2 separate regions of the Zea mays genome follow, and region 2 is linked to region 1. The links are chromatin contacts, called in public Hi-C maps. All regions are on one chromosome and are shown on one strand. Each heading gives the region's core, a stretch centred on a gene start, on an enhancer-like site or on the middle of the called end of the contact. The rest is flanking DNA. Distances are from core to core; before and after follow the strand shown. Region 1 holds the start of LOC100276227 (Protein LNK1). Region 2 holds the start of LOC100383440.

The links. A called contact is a pair of places that touch in the nucleus more often than the background predicts.
Region 2: a Hi-C map of bundle sheath shows a contact between it and region 1, with 1.8 times the contacts expected there. The contact joins the promoter of LOC100383440 here to the promoter of LOC100276227 in region 1. A contact is called at or near these places in 3 of 25 Hi-C or Micro-C datasets (bundle sheath, ear and tassel).

Annotation. Positions count from the first base shown.
Region 1 is chr1:67,505,956-67,509,568 of Zm-B73-REFERENCE-NAM-5.0, forward strand. It overlaps LOC100276227 (Protein LNK1), which reads left to right and starts at 1,940. Exons shown (of 11, transcript NM_001363291.1): 1 at 1,940-2,117; 2 at 2,472-2,501; 3 at 2,772-2,885. The coding sequence starts at 2,862.
Region 2 is chr1:67,930,469-67,934,104 of Zm-B73-REFERENCE-NAM-5.0, forward strand. LOC100383440 reads left to right here and starts at 1,575. Exons shown (of 16, transcript NM_001176090.1): 1 at 1,575-1,762; 2 at 3,001-3,108; 3 at 3,267-3,322; 4 at 3,431-3,573. The coding sequence starts at 1,632. It overlaps LOC100274492, which reads left to right. Exons shown (of 4, transcript NM_001353618.1): 3 at 1-3; 4 at 91-618. The coding sequence ends at 387.

The sequences.
Region 1 (3,613 bases), core at 690-3,189:
CGGTCCAGGGACCCCCCGGGGTCGAAACGCCGGCACATGGTCTTTTATACTGAAAGTTTAAAACAAAGCCACGGAAAAATGCACCTTATACCACCAAGAGTAATTCTTTCAAAATCTAAATTCATTTATGAGGTGGCAGATTGAATTTAGGGGGTGTTTGAATGCAGTAGAGCTAATAGTTAGTTGACTAAAAAAAATTCTAGTAGAATTAGCTAGCTTACAAATAAGTAGCTAATTGTTAGATTATTGGCTAAAAGTAGCTAATAGTTGAACTATTATCTAGGCTGTTTGGATGTCTTTAGTTAATTTTAACAGCTAACTAATAGCTCTAGTGTCTGTTCAAGAAAGTCAAAGGAATTTAAATAATAAATTATCCGATCCAAAATTTTCGGTTAACCTAAATGTCTAGGCCTAAACCAATTTCAATTCTCGGAGGAATTACAATTGGCATTAAAAACAGGAACAATAAGCTCAGATAAGATGCATCCTCAATGGCTGCTCTTCCAGGCGGAAGAAATCCGCAGCTCGTGTGGAGTGCTAAGGCCTTGTTCGTTTGTGTCGGATTGCATATGAAATCGTTCCAGCTAATCAAAGTTTATATAAATTAGAGAGCAATCCGGTTAGGAATCGTTCCGACCCATCAATCCGGCACAAACGAACAAGGCCTAAGGAGGCAGAGCACCAACGAGCAAAGGTTAGATCAAAACTGGTCTCAAGAAGCTGTGGCCGGTGATCGAGCGCAGGGGCGGACCCAATACAAAACAAGAGTATAGAATTTCTCAGACTTATTTTGTCGATGGAGGGAACGAGGGACATCTCAAGAATGTGTTGTTGATTTCGGTTCGGTGGGAGTAGAGATTTTGTGCCGACGCAACGCACTTACGCACGGGCATTGTACTAGTATACTAGTTTATGCTCTAATTTATACAAATTGGATTCCCAGTTTCTTAAAAACCAAGAAGCTAGCCTGCTCTAGATAAAGCAAGTTTATAAAAACTAAGATGGTTCTAAACAACATTATCAGTTTTTTTTCTCATAAACCAGTTTCTAAAAAATAGAAGATAGAAATTGGATTTTTAAAAACTAGGTTGCTTCTAAACAGGTCCTAAATAGATAAATAGTAATGAAAACTGTAAAGGTATCGATCCAAATAACCCATTTTAACTTAGATGCACCGTAAGATTTATAAATCTAAAACACATCCATAAATAGAGACTTTAGGGCTTATTGAGATGCTCGTTTATCCACCTCAATCTATGTACATTGGAATAGATTGGTGTGAAGTTTAAACTAAATCCTACATCAATCTACTTCAACATATATTTAAGTAAGAAGACCTTAGATAGAGAGAATATTTTTAGGTGACATGTATTTTATAATTTCTTCGATTTTTTATATAGATAGATATAGATATATAGATAGATATGAATAAAAACACGTGAAAATGGTCATGTAAGACTGTTGAGTGTACTATAAATGGGATGGAGTGGGACATGCTCTGGTGGGCTTCTGATCTCCCACGCGGCCTTGGCCCAAACAATGACAAAGCCAGCCAACGAGCCCAGACGCGATTCAACCGCAGCGCATGTCCGGGAAACCCGCATGCTAGGTTACGTCGGGCGTCGCTGTTGCTTCGGCTGGGAATGGAGCACGGCAACTTGCCCCGCTGTCCCGCGGGTCCCGCCGATGTGGACTGGTCCAGCCAATGGGGCGCCGGCAACTGATCGGATCGCACCGGCGCCTCGTGTCCACTACCTCGGCACCGTCCCCGGGCCCACCACACCCGCTCCCAGCCGCTAGTTTAGCAAACAACCCCGCCGCGCATACGCGCCAAAGCCAAACAATTTCTTTCCTTTTTCTCTCTCTCCCTTCTTCCACTTATCTGCAAAAAAAAAAAAAATCGTTCTGCTAATTTCGGAGCTCAAGACGCTCGCCCCATCTCTCCTCTCGTCGTCTCTCTCATCCATCCTGCCAAACAAAAAACGAAAAAAAAAAATACTCCTGCTGTTTGCTAGAGCGAGTGAAAAAAAAAGAATAGTCTCAGAACCATCTAGAGACAGCGGCCCGTGGAGCGGACAGCTGAGCGAGCAAGCCTGCGCCCTTCCGAAGTAGAAGCTGTAAGATCCATCCCGTTCTTGGGTTCTTCTCCCCCTCTTTCTCTGCTCGTTCCTGAACGCGAATTCGGGCGACGGATTTGAGGTGGCCCGGTGCTGTTCTTGTCTTTTGTGGGGGCTGGGATTCTTCCCCCCCTCTGTTGGGTCCTAGAGCCGTTTCCTTTTTCCCTTTCTTCTCTGGCGGTTCTGTGCGCGCTACCTAGTGTTTGATTGGCCTTTGGTGTTCTTGTGATTCCTCTTCATTCTCTCTGGTCATGAAAGGAGAGAGAAAAAAAAAGATTTGTGGATCTTCGGTGAAGTGGCTTCTACAGCTTGCTGACTTTTCTTCCTACTGATGATTTATCCTTGCTCCTGCAGGTTCTGATCCACAGCTCTCGATTCCGGAAGGTGAGAACATGTCCACCCCCTGTTTATTTGTACTTTCTTGTAGACTTCTAGGCCCTTCTGGTGAGATGTATGCAGCACATGTTTTAGCGCGCTGTTTGATCTGAACCCCAACGTATCGCCAGGCAACTGAACGTGGCTGCGGTAGTTTTGTTTCGAATATTAGTACTGTTGTAGCGACCTGTTTCGGAATATGGCTGTTTGTTTAGTTCACAGTTCCTTTCATTTTTTTCCCGGGTAATTCATCTCATTTTCTGCACTTCTGGTTTGTAGGAGTTGGTCAAGAACTGGGGATCCTGAGTTGAATATGATATCAAATCCGGTGGACTGGTATAGTTTCGGACCCGGATAGAATTGGTAGGGATGCCAGATTGGAGGGTGCGTGAGGTAATCTCAGTTTCATGAATTCCTCCTCTCTCTTTTGGTGAAAAGTTTCATGAAATCCTTGATGGACATAGCATCTCACTCCTTTTTTCAGCCACTCCGTTTTATACATGAGATTATAACCAATGATGTGGTATGTATCTGTTTGCAACTTCGGGAAAAAGCAATTTAGAAATACCAGTGTTCTTAGATTTAGTGGACTCAATAAGTGAAAAATCGGGGAAAACAGTAGGTCAGTGTGCGCGAGGATTTTTTTTTCTTCCAAATCCATAAAAGCTGTGCAAGTCAGCAAGTGTACAGATTAGTAAATTGGCCCACCATGGTTTGAGCCTGTGTGTATATAAGATTCTTGGTACAATATGCATGTTCATTCTCATTTCTATCAACTGATGTAAGAATGAGTAATATTTCTATATCCTCGCATTTCAAGCTAACTAAGTTATGCTTCAAATTCGTTCCATGCCTAGTTAGCGCGAGTGGCTTAGTTTTATTTATTGATACTCAGCATCAATTATGTAATCAGGTTCGGCGTTTATTTCATTGAAGTGCGCTTGCCACCCATAATAGATCCACAGTTGTTTTTGCTCTGGATAGATGAGTGGGGATTTAGTGGCTAGCCCCTCATACGTGAAAGTGCCTAGTGCCTGTTTTGGTGAAGTAAGTTGACCTGTGTTTAAAATTTCAACATTCGACACGCTACAACTGTAGGATTGATCAAATAATGCTGAACT
Region 2 (3,636 bases), core at 325-2,824, 420 kb after region 1:
CTGGTTCTTCTTCTTTCTTCTTCTGTCGACGTCGTACTCCTCAAACCAATATGAATGTGATACACCATGCATGCATATATATATTTACAGGCCGAGGTACGGGCCTTCTTCGATGTGCACGACCAAGAGGGAAGCCAGCCTGGAGGTGTCCACCTTGAGATGACCGGTCAGAACGTGACCGAATGCACGGGCGGGTCAAGCAACGTCACCTTCGACAACCTGAGAGACCGCTACCACACGCAATGCGACCCCAGGCTGAACGCGTCCCAGTCCCTGGAGCTCGCCTTCATACTCGCCGAGAAGCTTAGGAAGCGGAGGATGCGGCGGTCGTCGGTGGCGTCTGGGCTCGGCGGCAGCATCTTGCCCTTGCCGCCCTTTGGCTTTTGATGTCTTGCACGCTGGCTGTGTGCATGCAGGGTGCAGTGCAGGGGTGTGGTAGGAGAATCTTACGTTGTCGTTTGCCTTGCTATGTAGTATGTAATGCTTTAATTTACTGCATTCTACGTCGTTTTTTCCCTTCTTCTTCTATTTGTTTCTTTTTGTACGTAGCTGCAGCTCATAAGAGATTGAATAATACTATTGCTGCCACATATATAGACGGAGTTGGCTTTGTGAATTAATAAAGTCCATTGCTGCTGTCGTCAACTGTTTCCTTCAACTCGTCTTTAGACCTGTTTTACCGTGTCTGTGTTGATGACCATCCCTACATACTCCTGCTCCGTGTGTGGTGTGTGAGATGCTCAAAAAGTCACGCCTGCCGTACATTCTTGACAAGCCAGCAGGCGAGCTAACCGAACAGATGGAGGAGGATGTGATTCGATCTCCAATATCGACTACAATTCTGTCTAGAGTCGAGACACATGTGCGGTAGTGCTAGGTTGATTCTGTCTGCACGCAATTTTCGCGTTTATTATACATTTTGATTCGTCTCGCGCTATAAAATAAATCTCTCCTTTCCAATATATTAGGGAGTGCTGCTTGGTTCCCTCCCTTTTAGTCTATTTTATTACTAAATACGAGGATCAAAAGGGAATAAATCAGTTTTTCTTCCATCCCTTTAGTCCTATTTTTTTGGTAATTTAGGGATTATAAAAAGAGAGATTACAATTTAGTGTCATGGAACCCTTAGTCATTTTAGCATTTTTTTGTCCATACTCAAATAAATTATTATAAATCTAGACACATAGAATACATTGAAATGGAGGGAGTAGCGTTTTTTCTTTTGAAGCATTATTTGGACCATTTTTGGAGGCTGTCAACTAATGGCCGCTTGGTCTGGTGTGTTTGCAACATAGTACTCCGTATAATAAATAAACTGAAGTTTTTTTTTTGGCTTCCGGAGTTTGCAGGCGCCAAAGCAGAAAGGGACCCACGCCCAGAGCCCGAATACGGTCCCCAGGCTCCCTATAAATAAGCCCCCCCCCCCCCCCCCCCCCCCCCCCCCCCCCCCCCCCCGCGCCGCGTGGACGCGTGGTCCAGCGCGTCCCCCTGCTTGTTTCCCACGCGCAATTTCCTACCGATCTGAAGAAAGTCCGATCAATTCCCACGCCCGGCCTTGGGCTCTGTCTCTCTCTCTCTGCTCAACGCCTCAACCCAACCCACCGACCAGCCCGACCGGGGGGCGGGGGGCGATGGAAGCGGCGGGCAACGACCGGAGGGAGGCGGCGCTAGGCGCCCTCTCCGTGCTCCCTGACGAGGTGCTCTGCGCCGTCGTCGACATCCTCTCGCCCGCTGACATCGGACGCCTCGCGTGCGTCAGCAGGTGCGCTACCCCCGCCCGCCCGCCCGCACCTCTCCCCTTCGCTTCGTCTTCGGCTTTACTACCATCTTTGCGATTAGCTCCCTCCTTGTTAGCTAGTACTACTAGTAGTAGCCAGGAATCACGGATTATGTCCCCGCGTCCGAGTCCTGGGACGTGGGTGCCTTGCCTATCTAGTATTTATTAGAGTACATCATTACATGTCAGTGGGCCAGCAGAATTTTGCAGTTCTGAAAGGCAAGGGAATGGGAATGCACTTGCGCAAGCTAGGCAGCAGTATCGATGTCAAAACGTGCGAAAATGCACAAGTCCTGGGGATCAGCTGTTTGGTTCATCATTCATGACTATCGTTACTACCTAGGCTTTGTTCGTTTACATCTCTGGTTTAGTATGGATTGGAATTAAATCCATGTCATAGTCGGTGCCCCCAAAATAATCTAAGACTACTTAAATTTTTTTATTCGGTTAAACCATCATGGAATATAATCTAAGGGTTTGGGAATTTTTTAAAATATGGAAGACATGGATTCTATCCATAGCTCATTAGGTATGGAACAAATCAATGAAGATATTGCACAAGTTTACATTAGAATCCATGGATCAAAAGAATAGCTAGCTTTGAGAGACACATGGATTAGTTGATGGATTTAATCTCACCATGGGATTAGGTGTGAGGTATGAATTCACCCAATACATACCCAGATTAAATCCATAGTGGGATTTCAGGGTATCCACTAAGGCCTTGTTCGGTTATGGATTGCACAAGTTTACCGAACAAGGCCTTACTAGTTTTTATCATGGGGGAACCTGGAGCCTACCGGTAGCGTGCATGAAGTGAAATAGTTAACTTTATGTACCACTTCATAAAAAAATGGCCATTTTGTAAACAGATTCAAGGAAGATCACCCCAGAAATAAGTATAACAATGATCAGAAAAAACATTTTCCTTATCCTTTCCTCCCAATGATGCGCAAAAAAATTGCTTCTGGGTTCGCTAGATATTTTTTTTTTCAAGTTTCGTTTGAGAATTTTGCAGCTTTGATATGTTTCTAGTTATGCTCCTAATGCTGACCCTGTTCTAAACAGTTCAAAATCCCTTTCTCGATCTGGCGATCTCTTTCTTACCTGATTAGAAAAACAGGGTCCTTATGTTACATTTTCTTAGTTATTTGTCTTGCTAGTATCTATACATAATATCCTTCTAGGGTTTGGAACTATGTTCATTCTTAGATCACTTTCAGTGTCATGTACATACTTTGTAATGAAGAACCTCTCTGGATGAGCAAATGTCTTTCAATCGGGGGTCCTCTTGAATACAAAGTTTCCTGGAAGAAGACGGCACTATGTAGGTACGTGCAAATTCAAGTCCTGCAACATTTGGTAATGTTTTACTTATGCCAAGCCATTTTATCGTGTAAATCTTACTACTTTAGTATTTAGGGTACCATCCTTATTGATCAACGTAGACTATTTTGAGAAAGTGAGACACTGATTGCTTCATTTCCAGGCTTGGTCTATGTTCAGAAAATAAGGAGATTTGGCAGAAGCCTCGTCAGTTCGATGGTAATTTACATGAACGTTTTGTTTTCCATTTCTGTATTTTTTTCTAAATAAGGTGACACACCGATTATTTCTCTCATTGTGTACCTTTTTATGCTTACTTCCCTGCAGGCTTTAATTCTTTGTATCTATACCGGAGATGGTATAGATGTTTTACTACTTTGAATAGTTTTTCGTTTGACGATGGACATGTGGAAAGGAAAGATGACTTTTTATTGGATCAGTTTCGTTCTCAGTATGATGGAAAATGCCCAGTGAGTTGTGAGCCTTTCGGTTTAATATAGATTTTTAATGATGACAATTGGATTTTCTGCATT